2 separate regions of the Oryctolagus cuniculus genome follow, and region 2 is linked to region 1. The links are chromatin contacts, called in public Micro-C maps. All regions are on one chromosome and are shown on one strand. Each heading gives the region's core, a stretch centred on a gene start, on an enhancer-like site or on the middle of the called end of the contact. The rest is flanking DNA. Distances are from core to core; before and after follow the strand shown.

Region 1 (7,603 bases), core at 3,585-6,084:
TAACGAGCAAGTGAAGCCTCCTTCTTCTTCAGCAGACATGCAGTAGGGATGGATGCTCTACTGGGTACGTTGGGAGAACAACGGTGGGTGGGCATCTGTCTTCCTGCTCCCAGCCTGGGGCGGAGGTGGTGGGGCTGTTAGAATTTAATGGCTGATACCAACTGTGACTTATCACTGTGAATTTGGGGAGAATATTCACAGAAGGTTGCACTGCGGGTGTGAGACCTGTGTGCAGAAGACATGGAACGCATGCATTCCCACAGAGGCATCCTGAGGACCGGTCAGTTTGCCATCAGCCCTCCTACAAAGCAGTGACATTTCTCAAGAGGCGGGAGAATGGAAAGAATCAGCTCATGTGTTGCATTGTCCCATGGGTGTGGTGAAGTATGAGCAAGCACATGAGGAAAGCACTTTGCACAATCGGTTTTACTACTGTTTTTGCTGCGTGCTTTGAAGAGCCCTTGTGTAAGTACCGTAGCATCTCTCGGTACCTAGCAGACCGGTTCGTGCCTGGTGTATAAAGAGCTATTGGGCTGCCTCTATTACCACCAGATGAATCCAAATCCAAAGGCAAGGGGTCAAGTCCAAAGAAGAGGTAACGCGGGAAGACAAGCTGACGGGCCCACACACCATGCACGGAAGCCTCTCGCCAGGTGTGACGGACATGGAGAAGACTGACATCTCAGATAAAGCATCTCTCCGCCTGTCGACAGCAGCAGTCAAGCAAAACCGAATCCATGAAAAACCATCCAGATGGAGAGACAACCTGAAAATCCACTGAGATGATGAAGGCGAACAAATGTCAACCAAAGGGGAGGGGAGAGCTGAATTCTACAATAAGGAAGGGTTAGGGGTGAGAATCCAACCAGTTTTGCCGGTCTGATGGTTAACCGCTTTTCCATGCCTGTCACAAAGCTGGCTTCCTCAATAATATCAGAATATTAAACATGTATTGATCATTTACCGTATGCCTCTTAAACACTTTTTTTTTTTTTTTTTGACAGGCAGAGTGGACAGTGAGAGAGAGAGACAGAGAGAAAGGTCTTCCTTTGCCGTTGGTTCACCCTCCAATGGCAGCCGCGGCCTGCGCGCTGCGGCCGGTGCACCGCGTTGATCCGATGGCAGGAGCCAGGAGCCAGGTGCTTTTCCTGGTCTCCCATGGGGTGCAGGGCCCAAGCACCTGGGCCATCCTCCACTGCACTCCCTGGCCACAGCAGAGAGCTGGCCTGGAAGAGGGGCAACCGGGACAGAATCCGGCGCCCCGACCGGGACTAGAACCCGGTGTGCCAGCGCTGCTAGGCGGAGGATTAGCCTAGTGAGCCGCGGCGCCGGCTGCCTCTTAAACACTTTTTAAGCGCTCTCTTTGTATTAGTTCCTTTCCTCATCAGAACCAACCTATAAGGCAAATGTAATTATTCCCATTTTATAGATGACAAAACGGAGGCATACAGTAGTCCAAAAAATTGCCCAATATCACAAAACTAATATAAGGCAAACCCAATATTTACACTCACGCATTCTGGCTCTTAACTACAATGTGTTACTGCCTCGCAACAAAGAAAAGAGAGAGAAAACACCAGTAAAGTAAAATGGGTTCTTCCTCAACCCCGTGGAATGCACCCAGTCCACCAACCCCCACTGCTTCCAAAGTGGACGCTGTGATCTCCACCCCAGCACCCACACCGCCTCTCCTCTCCCTGGCTGCAGGGAGGGTGTGGGGTTTGGGCAAACTGAGCCATGGGTGCGGTCTCGGAAACAGCAATGTCTTCTCCTTGCAAAGTCCTGAGCTGGTGTTTTTGCTTCAGGATTACCCCTGGGAGCCGGGGAAGTGTTGGTCTTTCCAGGTTACCCCTGCAGTGGCTGAGAAAAGCAAACTTCAGGCCTGTGAGGCTAAACTCCATCCTGGTCTCTGATGAACAGAAACCCAGGAAGAGCGGTGTCCCCTGAAATCCAATGGTCTGGCTCACTCCTCTGATACGCTGCGTGTGCAGACTGACGAGCCACTGCACCTGCTACCTTCTTAGGGACTCACCAGTCACAGAGCGGAGGCCACAACATCCCAAGTGTCACAAATGGATGCTGCTCTATGACAAAAATCTGTGCCGGCCATGGCTGAGCTTGAAGAATCCGGGTAACGCGCCTGGAGTCTACCCTGAGCGCTACCCTCTGTTCTGAGATACAGTCTGACTTTTTTGTTAAAGAATTGTTTATTTATATTTGTTGTTAAAGATTGATGGTTTGAGAGGCAGAGTGATAGAGAGAGCAAAGGAAAGGGAGAGGGAGGGAGGGCAGGAGAGAGAGACAGAGACAGAGACAGAGAGATTTTCCATCTGCTGGTTCACTCCCAAAATGGCCCCAACTGCTGGGGCAGGCCAGGCTGAAGCCAGGTGCCTGGAACTCCATTCGTGTCTCTCACATGGGTGACAGAGGCCCAAGCACTTGGGCCATCTTCTGCTGCTGTCTCAGATACATCAGCAGGAGGCTGGATAGGAAGTGGAGCAGCCAGGATTCAAACCAGTCGGTACTCAGGTATGGGAAGCCAGCGTTGCAGGCAGCACCTCAATCCACTGCTCCCCAATGCTGGCCCCATATTCTTGCTGCTGCTGTTGAAATGTCTTTTATGAAAGAACTGCAATACTATTTGACAAATTTAACATCGGTGTTCTTTCATATCGTTACTTGTTACAATTAAAGCTAACACTATATTGATCCTCTGCTATTAAAAACTTTTTTAAAAATGGCTGTTGGATCATAAAATCCCATAGTGTGGAATAACTGGCCCAGGAGGCTGATATTCCTGGGATCTGCCTGACCTGGAGCAGGAACAGAATCGAGAAGACAAAAGGACGGCTCAGTGAGCTAACGTGTACCCAGCGCTGCTGGCATCCTGCTCACAGGGCTCCGATGTGACCTCTGGTTACTCCTTAAGTCCCCAGCGGCTGCTACCAGTAGGAATTCCCTGTCCTTCCTGGCCAAGCTAACATTCTGGGCAGAGTTCAGAACACAGCTTTACATGTGGTTTCCTGAGTAAAAGGGAGACTCCAGTCAGACAGGAAGGAACTCAAGCCTGAATATTGTGTCACTGTCAAACACCGGTTCTGAGGAATGGAAACATCAACAGAAGTGACCTGGAGCAGAACAGCATTCCTGAGAAAATCCCCAACAACCCGGCGAGACACTTCCCGCCGGACTCCATCTTTGGCGATCAAGAGGCACACTTAGGAGCCCCGCACTCTAAAGGACTTGAACCTGGACAGCATTCGAGAAGACGCGCAGTGGTCAAAGGGTGTGAGCCCTGAGTGGAGCCAGGTGCAGCATCTGTAAGACTTTCTGGCCAAGAAACAGAGTGGTGAGAAGACGGCCCCGAAGCAGGCATGAGGAGAGGGACTCACTGGCACGGTTCTGCCCCTAACCTGCCTTCCAGTCTCGGGGGAAGGTCATTTTCAGGTCTCCCCCTGCCCCCTGCGCAAAATAATCCGGGGGTGGGAGGTGGGGAGGGTGCCAGGAGAGGGAAGCCTCAAAGGCGAAGTGGTGAGGTCGCCCATGGCTGCAGGGCCCACCTAACGCTGGTGAACCCCAGGAACATGTCCCGCCAGGACTCCCCAGGGGGAGCTTCCAACCAGAGACCAAGAACTGGGCCTGTGCAGCACAGAGCGAGAAAGAGAAGGGAGAGAGGAGGGTGAAGGAAGGAAGCAGGAGAGAGGAAACATCGAAAGGCAAAGGCCTAGGGTAAATGGGATCCCAGGAGCATCAAAGAGCCCCTTAGAGCACGGAGGACCCCCGGGACGAGGTGCACAGCACGCGGTGGCGAGGAGGAAAGATGCGAAGGGCCGGAAGAGGGACCGGGCAGGTGAGCAGAGAAAGAAAACAGCGTGGGGAGATGGGGCTGACGCTGTGGCTCAGCCGATCAGCCACCGTGTGGGGTGCCTGCAGGGGCTGGGTTTGAGTGGCCCCTCTGCTTCCTGTCCGGCTTCCTGCTGATGTGTTCCCTAGGAGGCAGCAAATGATGGCTCAAGTGCTCGGTCCCCGCCCCTCCTGTGGGAGACTTGGAAGGAGGGTCTGGCTCCTGGCTTCAGCCTGGCCCAGCTGTGGCTGCTATGGGTATTCGGAAAATGAACCAGCAGGTGGAACATTGTCTGCTTCTCTCTCTCCCTCTCTCTGCCTTCCAATAAATAAGTAAATAAACATTAAACAAAAAAAAAAAAAGGGGGGGTGGGGGAGCCAAGATAGAACAAAAAGAAACAATCAGGACCCCCTCCTCTCATTTGAAACAGAAATAGGATTTCTTCCTTCTCCCACCTTCCATTCACCAAAAGTCACCAGATGTGGGTCCCCTGGCATCCTGCCAGCTCTCGCTGGGAGGAGTCTGAGCTAGAGAAAACCCGCCCTCTGAATGAGAACAAGGCAGCCGCACTTCCCACTGCGCGAACACAGATGCGGCCCATCTGTACGCAGATATGGAAGCAAAGAGCTGCACAAAGCATCCGTAACCTTTCAAAAAAAAAAAAAAAAAAAAAAAAGGCTCCGGGCTAAGCTATCCAGAAATAGAACATTTTGCTTACCAAATAAAAACTAGGTCAATAAGATAATGGACGTGATTTAAATGAAAATCACAGCATTTGTAATGGGCTAAAAATGGTATCAGTGTTACTGCGGAGAAAGAATATAATTAAATATATTTTTAAACAGCAGCTCCCCGCCCCAGTCCTACAAATCCCCGGGCCGGCCACCAGTGCTCCTCCACCTCATCGGAGAGGAATGTGCAGGCAGGCCGCAAGTTAGCCTGAAGAATGCGGCGTTTCCGTACTACTCAGAGGATCCCAAGTGACGCTGGCGCGCTGCATTCTTTCGCTGGTACATCACTGTTATTCATTTATAAAGCAGAGGAATGGAAAGCTTGGAGATCGCCTCACCGGCTCATTCTTTGACCATTTTCACTATGCGGGCAGGGCCAGGGCAAATGCAGCAAGCTCTTGGGACAAGGGACTGGGGGAGAACTCCAGATGCCTGGTGAACAGCAGCCCGCAGGGCCTGAGTGAGGGTAGGAGTTCAGAGAGAAGGCAGAAGTATCCATTTCTGGCTTTCCTTCTACCGCTCGTGGTGGGATGGTGTGGAGATACTCCTAGAGTGTAATTCACCCTCCACACTCGCATTTGGAAAAGGTGGGGCAAGATGAGCCAGATGTGAGGCTTAGACTTCTGGATGGTGAATACAGTTACTGAAGGGGACCATGACATCCCCTAGGTATCTATATAAGACCACATTCAATGAGTCGGTTTCACTATGATGAATCGAAGGCCTTGCCAAATGTGGGAGGCCTTCAGGGGGCAAATAAAAATTAGGATGGGCATTTGGCATGGCAGGAAAGCCATCAGCTAGAACACCCCCATGTCACACCGGGGGGTCTGGATTTGAGTTGCAGCTCTGCTTCCAATTCCAGCTTCCTGCTAATGCACACCCTGGGAGCCACCATGTGATGCTCAAGCACTTGGGTCACAGCACGTGGAAGAAGACACAGTGCGGAAAGACGGGAAGTGGCTACTGTGAGCATCTGGAGCGCGAACCAGTGGCTGCAGATATCTCTGTCTCTAATCTCTGCTTTCTGCCTTTCAAATTAAAAAAAGTCCAATATTACTCCATGATGAATATATTCCAACTGTAGAACATACATGACAGTAAATTTAAAAGTTTGGGGAGAAACTGAATTAAAAGATGTTACTTTGATACAAATGATTCATGAAACTCATGAATAGTTTTTTTCTTAATATACATCTTCCATGAACTTTTTGAAGTACTTTTATAAATACAGTATCCCTTTACTAAAGGAAATTGCATCAATATTCATATTATAGAAATCTAAGAATAAGATATTAGCAAGATACCAATAAATATTAATCATTCAGATGAGGTTATTTTCAAAATCTCTTATGAGTAATACATATTTACTGGTAAGTTATTGAAAAGAATTAACTCTGTAAAATGTTTAAATTCCAATATACCAGACATCAGAAAAAGTAAAGTTACCTCCCGTGAAGCACATCTGTTACATGACAATGGAGACAGCAGAGAAGCAGGGATCTTACTCTTTGAAAGGACTAACGCGAGCTGCTGCACTCCCCCAGTGTGTTACTCTGTGTGGTAGCACTAAGTCAATGCAGACATCACCTCCTCCTGCCTTTGAACATGGCCATGTCAGCGAAGAGCGACAGCAGCATCCCTCATCACAGAGCCTGGGTTCAACTCCCAGCTCTGGCTCCTGACTCCAGCTTCCTGCTAACGCAACCCTGGGAGGCAGCAGTGATGGCTCAAGTGACTGGGTCCCTCCCATCACATGGAAGACCTGGATTGAGTTCCTAGCTCCTAATTTCATCCTGGCCCCATGCCAGCGGTTGTAGGTATTTAGGGATTGAACCAGCAGGTGGGAACTCTCTGCCTCTCAAAAAAAATTGTTTCAATAAGCAGCAAGTTGACAGATACCACAACCACAAGTCCCTTCTGTCAGGGACATAACATTCCGGTGCTTTGAATCAGGTGAGGCAAGTCGCCACAACAGGTCTTGAAGACCTCTACACCAAGAAAAAGGCCTAAAAGTTTAGGCTAATCAGAGCCCCTCCTAACATGCCTGGGCTGTTTGTATGTATCACCAGGGCTGCTAAATCCTAGTAAAAAACAAACAAACAAACAAAAAAACCTGTGTGCCAAGGCTCACTGAAGACTGGGTAACCTCCAGAAAGAGCGAGGTGCCCTATTTCCTGAAAGAGCAGCCCTCAGTTGATTTATGTATTGTTTTAACTCTAACCTCCGGTGACCTCAGTTTAGAGATTCTGATAGGGGTGAAGTAAAAGGTCTAAAAGGGCCGGCGCCGCGGCTCACTAGGCTAATCCTCCGCCTAGCGGCGCCGGCACACTGGGTTCTAGTCCCGGACGGGCACCGGATTCTGTCCCGGTTGCCCCTCTTCCAGGCCAGCTCTCTGCTGTGTCCAGGGAGTGCAGTGGAGGATGGCCCAAGTGCTTGGGCCCTGCACCTGCATGGGAGACCAGGAAAAGCACCTGGCTCCTGGCTCCTGCCATCGGATCAGCGTGGCGGCCATTGGAGGGTGAACCAACGGCAAAGGAAGACCTTTCTCTCTGTCTCTCTCTCTCTCACTGTCCACTCTGCCTGTCAAAAAAAAAAAAAAGGTCTAAAAGGTCAAGCAAGTAAAGAACGTTAAAAGAATGTTCTGAACAAGCACAAGACAGAGGGACAGAGGGCCCGCCTCTGTTCTTGGGGCCAGTGGGGGGAAAATAGATTATTTATAGAGGCAGGGAAGCAAGATGACAAAATAAGCTCTTGACAAAGAGGATAAAAGCTTATGTTGAGGAAAGCTTGGTGGGAGGAAGTGACATCAGAGTCATTCGCACTGTCGTAGGATAAACTTGATCAAGCAGTCACTCTGGCATATTTTGGCTTCCCAGCAAGGAAGAACTGATTGGGGGCTGGGAAAAACTGGTGCTTCTGGGGAAGGAGAAACAGCTGCTTGAGCCTGCATGTGGCAAGGAAGTCCTCTTCCCTACACGGGCCACAGGGCGGAACTAAGTCCTGTGCCAGAAGCTACCATATCATA
Region 2 (7,603 bases), core at 2,537-5,036, 92 kb after region 1:
AAAACAATCGAGAACATGATCTTACGCAATGGTTCTATATCCTAGACATGTGCATGACATAGCAGCATGGATAAGTAGTGTCATATTCAAAAAAGTACAGAAAACATTTTTTGAGAGAGAAACTTACCCAATGACTTAAAAGTAATTCACAGATATCCAATTTGGGTTACTGGATGACGAGATTTTTAAACGAAACCACTTCTTTCAACACCATACATCCACTGGCGTTACTCCCTAAGCTGACAGCTGCTGTTTGGGGAAAGGCCCTCGCCCTTCCTCCAGGCTCAAAACTGTTGCTGCAACACGGGAATAACCGTCACGTGTGCCAACAGCCCCTAAAGCAGCAAGGCCACGCACACACGGTGAAGAACTGTACAGAATTCCTCCGCATTCTATAACACGCAAAAGTTTATGTAATCCTGTTTGTCAAGCCTGCGAAAGCAAAACCAGGCAGGTGACCCAGGCTAGCGGCGGACACTAAGGAGGAGGCAGCACAGCCAGCAGGTCAGCACTGACTGCAGTTTGCTCCCACCCCCTCAGGAGGAGGCCAGTCCTTCAGCTATTTATAAACGTGGAGCTCAACCAAAGGGGGCCCTGCCACGGACACCCGGGGGTGGCAGCTGGGGGCCCCCAGGCTGGGGCTGAATGAGCTCTCCCTCTGGGTGGCCATCCGTACTTGGCAGTGCGCGGGGCCTTGGGTGCAGTCCTGTCTGGTCAGGAAAAGGCCTGTGAGAATTTCCAGCAGGCACTTCCACCCTGGGATTCTATATATGGAAGCATCCCATTCTAGGGTTTTCAGCATCACACCAGGAGCAGCGCCATGCCGGAGAGGGGGAGGGGAGGGGAGGGGAGGAGGAGGCCGGCTCTCAGCCTGCGCCCGCCCGCCAGGCGCTCTCCCTTTAGTGTCCCGCGGGCCCTGCCGCCCAGGACCAGACCGTATCACCAAATGGCAGCCCAGCGCTCCGCCGAGCCCGCGAGGCTCTCAGCCCTAACACGGAACAGCTGGAAGAGGACCCTGCATTCTCCTCCCTGCACAGACACTGGGGGCTGCCTGCGCCCCCCACCCAGGGCAGCCCTCGCCCCCTCCCCCAGGACAGAGTTTCAGTCTGTCACGAGCCGAGCCGTGCAAGCAAAACGTCAAGCTGTGTGCACTTTCCACACTAGTTGGGATGTCTGCAAATGCCAGCAGGGTAGCAGGAGGTAATTCTGCTCCGGAAAGTTTCCGAAGGAGACCTAAGGAGGAACCCGACCCCTGCCTGCTCTCTCCCCGACCCCCCTTCCATAAGCTCCGCGTGGGGCCCACCAGGACCGGCAGGTGTAACCGCAGCGCAGCCCGCTGCAGGTGCCATCCTAGCCGTGCGTAGTGTCCCCTGCACAGTTCCTGAAGCCGAAGCTCTCAACAAGAATTCCACGGCGGGGTGTTTTGTTTTTTTTTTTTGGGGGGGGGGCGCGTAACAACACTGGATTGTCCTCCCTTCTCCAAGCTCGGCTCCCAGAGGGCAGCCCCCGGCCGGCTTTTTTCACGTGTTGCTGAAATCCAGCGAGCCACGCTGCCCAAAAGAGAGGGGGGAAAAAAGCCCAGAAAATCCAGACTCTACGTGACCTGACTTACTTATTTCTCAGGAAGCTGCATGAGAGAAAAATCAATCATTCATGCTACCGTGGCGACCACACGGAAGGGACCCAGGAGTGCCCGACGCGGCCGCAGGAGGGGGCAGGTGCCGGGGGCTCGCCGCGGGGGGAGGGGGGAGGGTCTCCGCGCGGGCCGCGGCCCGGGAGCGGGGAGGGGAGGGGGGCGGCGGGCGGGACAGCGGCGGCCGCGCACTTACCCGGGCTGTTGGCCTCGCCCTCGAGGACGTGCAGCTCGGCGCAGTCGGCCAGCGAGTGCTCCAGGCAGAGCTGGAGGAAGCGGGCCTGGGTCTGGCTCACGCGCTTGAGCAGCGACAGCAGCGCAACAGTCTGCTCGCACTCGTTCCAGCCCTTAAACCAGCCCGCCAGCACCCCGACCTGGTCGCGAAACATCATGGTTCGGGAGCCGCGCTCGCTCGGCAGAGCCCCCCTGGCGCCCCCGTGCGCGCGGCGCGGCCCGGCCCGGCCCGAAGTTTGGCGGCGCCGCAGCCGCGCGGCCGCGGGAGACGCGTGCCCGTTCCAAGGTGGCTCGGGCGCCGCACGCTGCAGGTACTGCCTCCGCGCCGCCCCTCTCCGCCGGTCTCGGCTGCGTTCCGGTGGGGCTGGCTGGCTGCCCCGGAGACGGCGACGGACGGTGGCGCGGAAATGTTTCTTTTTTTATATATTTTTTTAAAAAATGATTTTCTTGCTTTTTTAAAAAAAATCTCTCTCAAGGCACACAACTGAATGAAGAATGCTCTTTCCCCCTTCTCGCGGCTTCGCGGTGGTGGTTTCCGGCGTCCCGGGGTCTCCTCCCCCGCTGGGCGGCAGCGCGGACCCTTCACGCCCGCATTCCCGAGCGGCGATCACCACTGGAAGGAGAGGGAGAGCTGCAGTGAGACCTCGGCCAGCCCCGGAGCGCGCCGGGGGGCGAGCGCTCGGAGGGGCCGGCGCGGGGGCGCCCGCGGAGGCGGCTCGCCCGGATTCCAGCGTCCCCTCGCGCCCGGATGCGGGCGACGGGCTATTCCCGCCCGGGGGGGTGGCGCGGAGCCTCCTTCCCAGCTGCGGGAGGAGACCCCGCGGCTCCCTGTTGCTGCCGCGGCGAACGGCTGAAGCTGCGCGCACGCCGCGCCCGGGCGGCCTCCGGCTGTGCCTGCGAACGCCGGCACCAGCAACAGATCTTCCCCGCGCACAAAACTTGCACTGCGGCTGAGGAGGGGCGCGGGCGTGGGGGCGAGGGCTAATGCGAAGCAGAGGCGGAGGCAGCGGCAGCCCGGGTTCCTTCCTCCTCCTCCTCCTCCTCCTCCTCCCACTCCTCCTCCTCCTCTTCCCGGAGAAGCAGCCGAGCGGCTGCAGCTCCATCTACAGCAACAGCCAGCATCTCCACCGCCAGGCGCCCCTCTGGATTTAGGCCGTGAGCAGCCGCGGCAGCAGCTCGAGACAAAAATAAACTCTCCCCACCCAGAGCTGCGCGCCCAGCGGGCGGCAGCGCAGCCTGGAGCCCGGGCTCCCCCGCGCCGCGCCGCGCCAGCCCAGCCGGGCGGTCTCCCGGGCCTGCTCGGTCCGGAGCGGCCGGGTGCGTGCGTGCGTGTGCGTGTGTGCACGCGCGTGTGTGCTTCGGGCACTCTGCCCCGCCGTCGCCGACGGGCGGAGCTGTCCGGCCCAGAGCCTAGCCCTCGCGTCCCAGGCCGAAGGCGGCGTGGCCCCAGGCGCACGCCCCGCGCCCACAGCCCGTGCCCGCACTACTGCTTCCCCGGGCGGCCCGGCCGGGAATGTGGAGCACAGCCGTCGGCACACGCCCCCCAACGACAGCAAAAAGTTCGGTTTCGGGGGTTCCCCCAGTCCTCTCTTTGGATCTGGCGGCGGTGGCGCGGGTGGCGGGGAGGAGAGCCCCAGCGGCTGTGCTCTCGAGGGGTGCCCGGCGCCCAGCATCCCGCCTCCCGGCTCCCCCAACTTCTCCAGCGGAAGGGGACCATCCCGCGACTCCCCAGCGACCAGAGGGTCTGCCCGCTGCGGGCGGCAGAGAGAGGGCGCTCACCTTGGCGCGGCTCATCCCGGCGGCTCGGGGTGCCACGCGCGGGTCCGGGGCCGCGGCGGCACTCAGCGGGGCTGGGCGCGCCCGGTGTGCGGGCCGCGGGCCATGCCGTCGGGGCGGGCGGCGCGGGGAGAGTGCGGCGCGGCGGGGCGCGGGCGCGGGCGCTGCCGCGGCCGCTGCTGCTGCCTCCGGCGTCGGCTGGCGGAGGACTGAGCCGCCCGAGCCGGAGCTCCCCACATGCTACTGATTAACATACACCATTACATCATGGGCTTGGCAGGGAGCGCCCGAGCGGGGGGGAGAGGAACCCGGGCGGCGGCGCGGCTCGCGGGGGGAGTCGGGGGAGGATCCCCGGGCCCGGCGGGCGGCGAGGGGGAGGCGGATTCCTGAGGGGGGGGTGACGAGGAAGGGGGAGGGGCGGGTGGGAGGAGTCGGACGGCGCGAGGGGTCGGGCTGCAGGAATCGCCTGGCGCAGCGCTCAAGTTTGGAGAAGGGGGCGGGCGAATTCCTACCCTCTGCCGCCTGCGTGTGCTGGAGGGGTCGGGGCGCTGGAGCCATAGGAGGGGCCTGGAGCCGGGGTGGTGCTGCCCCCCACCCCCACCCCTCACCACCGCTGCTCGTCCTTGGGAACCTGACTGTTCAACCCCCGTGACCCCTCGGCCTTGCTGGGGCTCGGAGGTGGCTCAGCGGCGTGGCCCGCGGGCGGCCGACACACGGGGTCCCTGCCGCTGGGGGCCTGGATGGGTGCCGAGGGTGGCACACGCGAAGGGTGGAGGAGGGCGCGCGGCCGCGGCCGGCCCTGTCCGAGGAGCGCCACAAGTGCCCGTGCCGCACCCTGCCACGGCCCCCTTGGGTGCTAGGGGCCTTTTGCACCATCTGGGCGCCCCCTCCCGGCCTCGTTCTCCTTGGGGAGCCGGCCGGACCTCTGGGACCCGCCCGGGAGCTGTGCCTGGCCCGCGAGCTGCGACTTGGAGCCTGGAGCACAGGCGATCGCCGCCCCGGGCGGCCGCGAGGAAGAGGCCAGGCCACCTGTCGGGGTGGCGGGGCCCGGCTGCCTTGACCTGGATCTGCGGCGTGCGCGGAGCCCAGCCCAGGCCGGGGGCTTCAGGGTCTCCGGCGAGAGCGGAGAGGCGCGCGGGGACGTGAGGGCGGCCGCAACACCCCTCCCGCTGGTCTTGGAAATAGAGCACTGGTTTAGAAGTCCCTAAAACCTGTACGTCGCTGTGCCGTCTAATGGGAGGGGATGATCCGCAAGGAGGACCTTCGGGCCGAATGGTGCTGCCTCGGGGCCGTCTGAGGAGACGCCGGGCTGTGTTTGGCAGGAGTTCCCGCCTCGCGCCGGCGCGGGGTCCCGAACACTGGGTGCGTGACTAGGCTCCTTCCGCCCGGTCCCGCGGCGTCCACCGCCGGCCCGCGCCCGTGGAGGCGCTACGCTGTCTTCCTCCCCTCGTCAGCCCGAGTCTCTGCGGCGAGCGGACGGTGACGGACGCGCCCCCGAGCCCGCCTTTCTGTCAGGGCGTTGACAGGTGCCGCGGAGTTGGCACAACCTGAGGAGCGACCGCTCACTCGGGGCTGTCAACCTGGAAAAAGTTCGGTATTAACCAGCCAGGAGAGGTGTCTACTTCCTCGAATATTTTGCCCTATTTAGGAAACAGAAATTCTGCAGTCCGAATTTTATTTTTGTTTTATTTGTTCCTATTGGATCCATGATCATTTTCCGCAAGACATTGCTGTCAGCCAATCTTTAGTCTTAACTGCGATCAGGAAATGGGGCAGGGGGCTAGCGTAGGATCCACCACCCCGTGCGCCTCGCCGCAGACCCCGACCCGAGCCCGCATTCCGTCTGAGGCTTCTGGAAGCCCACAAGAGCGAAAATTTTAAGATAAAGAAACATCGGTTTCATTAATTTGTTTTTTGTCACCTTCAGCTTCCTAAACGAATAGTAAAACTGAAGCAAAAGCAAACCGAAAAAAACCACCTCTTGAGACAAGCAACTGTTCAAGAACCCTGCGTCTGCGGATGAAAGAAAATGGTGCCATCTACTGGAGGAGTGGCGTCCTACCGCAGCCTTTGACCTGGGAGAAGGTCTTAGCTCCTCGCCGAGTGCCTCCTGTGCAGGACATTCCTGATTGGGAAGAGACCAGAGTCGCAGTCTGGTTGTTCTTGAGGATCAACAGTTGTCTGATGTCCCTGCCCTGGGTCTTTGCCAGGATGCCAAAGGGAGTGCGGAGAAACCCAGCGATGCGGGCTCACTGTTCCCCAGGGTGAAGTCATGGCCCTAAAGGAAGGAAAGGATCGCTAGCAGCTACACACAAGGTTTTGTGTTCAGGGTGGATTTTTCTCCTATGTAATTCTGCGTCTGCTTAGTAGTGATCATGAGAAGGGGCCCGCAGGTCTTAAATATCCACACCACTTGGAAAGGTCTGGAAATATCCATTAACGGATAAAAGAAATATTGCTATATTTTTTGCTATGTTTCTATTTGTTCATTTGAAAATTTTTATTGTGTACCTATTTTGTGCCAGGCTCTGAGACAGGCAGTGGTACACCAAGTACTGTTAGGACATTGAGTACACAATGGTGCGCTAACCCAAAGGCCTTTTGCCTGAACAAAACAGATAGGATTATCAAAGGAATTAACATTCAAAACATTGTTTTTCTTTTCTCCTTGCTGAAATCCAGTAAGGAAAGAAACTAGCGTTTGCTTAGTGAATAATACTTCTAGTCACATAACTCAACTGCTCAGATGTTTCAAAGATTACTAACTCTAGATAATCCAGTTCCGTGTGGATAAATCACAGTTTAAGAGGATATCTACCTATTGTTTGCATCAATAAGGCATCCTGAGGGTCCCAAATCTGTGTGCTTTAAATTCGTGTTTTGTTCTAGCAGTAAGAAGATGAAGAGAAGAGACGCACTGGATTTAGAAGTGTTTGAGTTGTTATCTTTAATGATTTGCGTTATAAAGTAGCAAGAGTATTTAACTCTGCATACAGGTATATGACAATGAATAATTACCATTCATTCAATCATGCACTAAATATACATTGAGCATTGAGGACAGGTGGAATTTTTTAATCTAACATAAAAGCTCATGTGACAAATACATATATTAAATCATTTAATATAGAATGGAAAATATTAGAAGTTCATATATCTGTTATATTTTAATATATGAAATAGAAAAGGTTGAAAATGTTTACACTACAATGGTAAATATTAGTGATTTTCTCTGTATGGTAGAATTACTGTAGATTAGTGTCTTATTTCTCTAAATTTTTTCTACTGTAAGTAAAAAATTTAACACAAAACAAATATTGCATGAGCTCAGGCTTATAGATGCATAATAAATTTAGGAAATGTACTAAAGAAACTATGATGTTGGGGCCAGCGCTGTGGCACAACGGGTTAACACCCTGGCCTGAAGCACCGGCATCCCATATGGGCTCCAGTTCTAGTCCTGGCTGCTCCTCTTCCAATCCCGCTCTCTGCTGTGGTCTGGGATAGCAGTAGAAGATGGCCCAAGTCCTTGGGCCCCTGCATTCACGTGGGAGACCCGGAAGAAGCTCCTGGCTCCTGGCTTCGGATTGGTGCAGCTCTGGCCATTGTAGCCAATTGGGGAGTGAACTAGCAGATGGAAGACCTCTCTCTGCCTCTCCTCTCTCTGTGTTAACTCTGACTTTCAAATAAATCTTTAAAAAAGAAAGAAAGAAAGAAAGAAAGAAAGAAAGAAAGAAAGAAAGAAAGAAAGAAAGAAAGAAAGAAAGAAAGAAAGAAACTATGATGTTAAACTTAGTTCTTTAGTTCCCAAGAATTGCTCGCAAACCTGTTTTGCTTCCTACCTGGGTCTTGTCCTAAACTTATTTCTCGGTCTCCTGCCCAAGCTCTGATCTTCCCACTTCCCACCTCAGACGTTGTCTCTGGTTTGTGAGTAGATACAAATACATCACAGGCTCTTTG

What was found. Hi-C and Micro-C count contacts between places; a contact is called where the count stands out from the background.
Region 2: a contact with region 1 is called in a Micro-C map of ear pinna, with 3 times the contacts expected there. The contact joins the promoter of SAMD4A here to the enhancer-like site in region 1. A contact is called at or near these places in 3 of 6 Hi-C or Micro-C datasets (ear pinna, psoas muscle and skin fibroblasts).

The regions. Positions count from the first base shown.
Region 1 is chr12:21,815,802-21,823,404 of mOryCun1.1, forward strand. All of the region lies in intron 2 of SAMD4A (sterile alpha motif domain containing 4A), which reads right to left. Among named protein-coding and RNA genes, the nearest start is that of SAMD4A, 93 kb to the right of the region's middle. Within about 2 kb of position 4,835, at least 6 of the 8 cell types and tissues checked have an H3K27ac peak or open chromatin away from gene starts, as enhancers often do. A contact at or near this core is called in ear pinna, where this site is marked.
Region 2 is chr12:21,908,692-21,916,294 of mOryCun1.1, forward strand. SAMD4A (sterile alpha motif domain containing 4A) reads right to left here and starts at 3,787. Exons shown (of 12, transcript XM_051822872.2): 1 at 3,647-3,787; 2 at 1,830-2,480. The coding sequence starts at 2,025.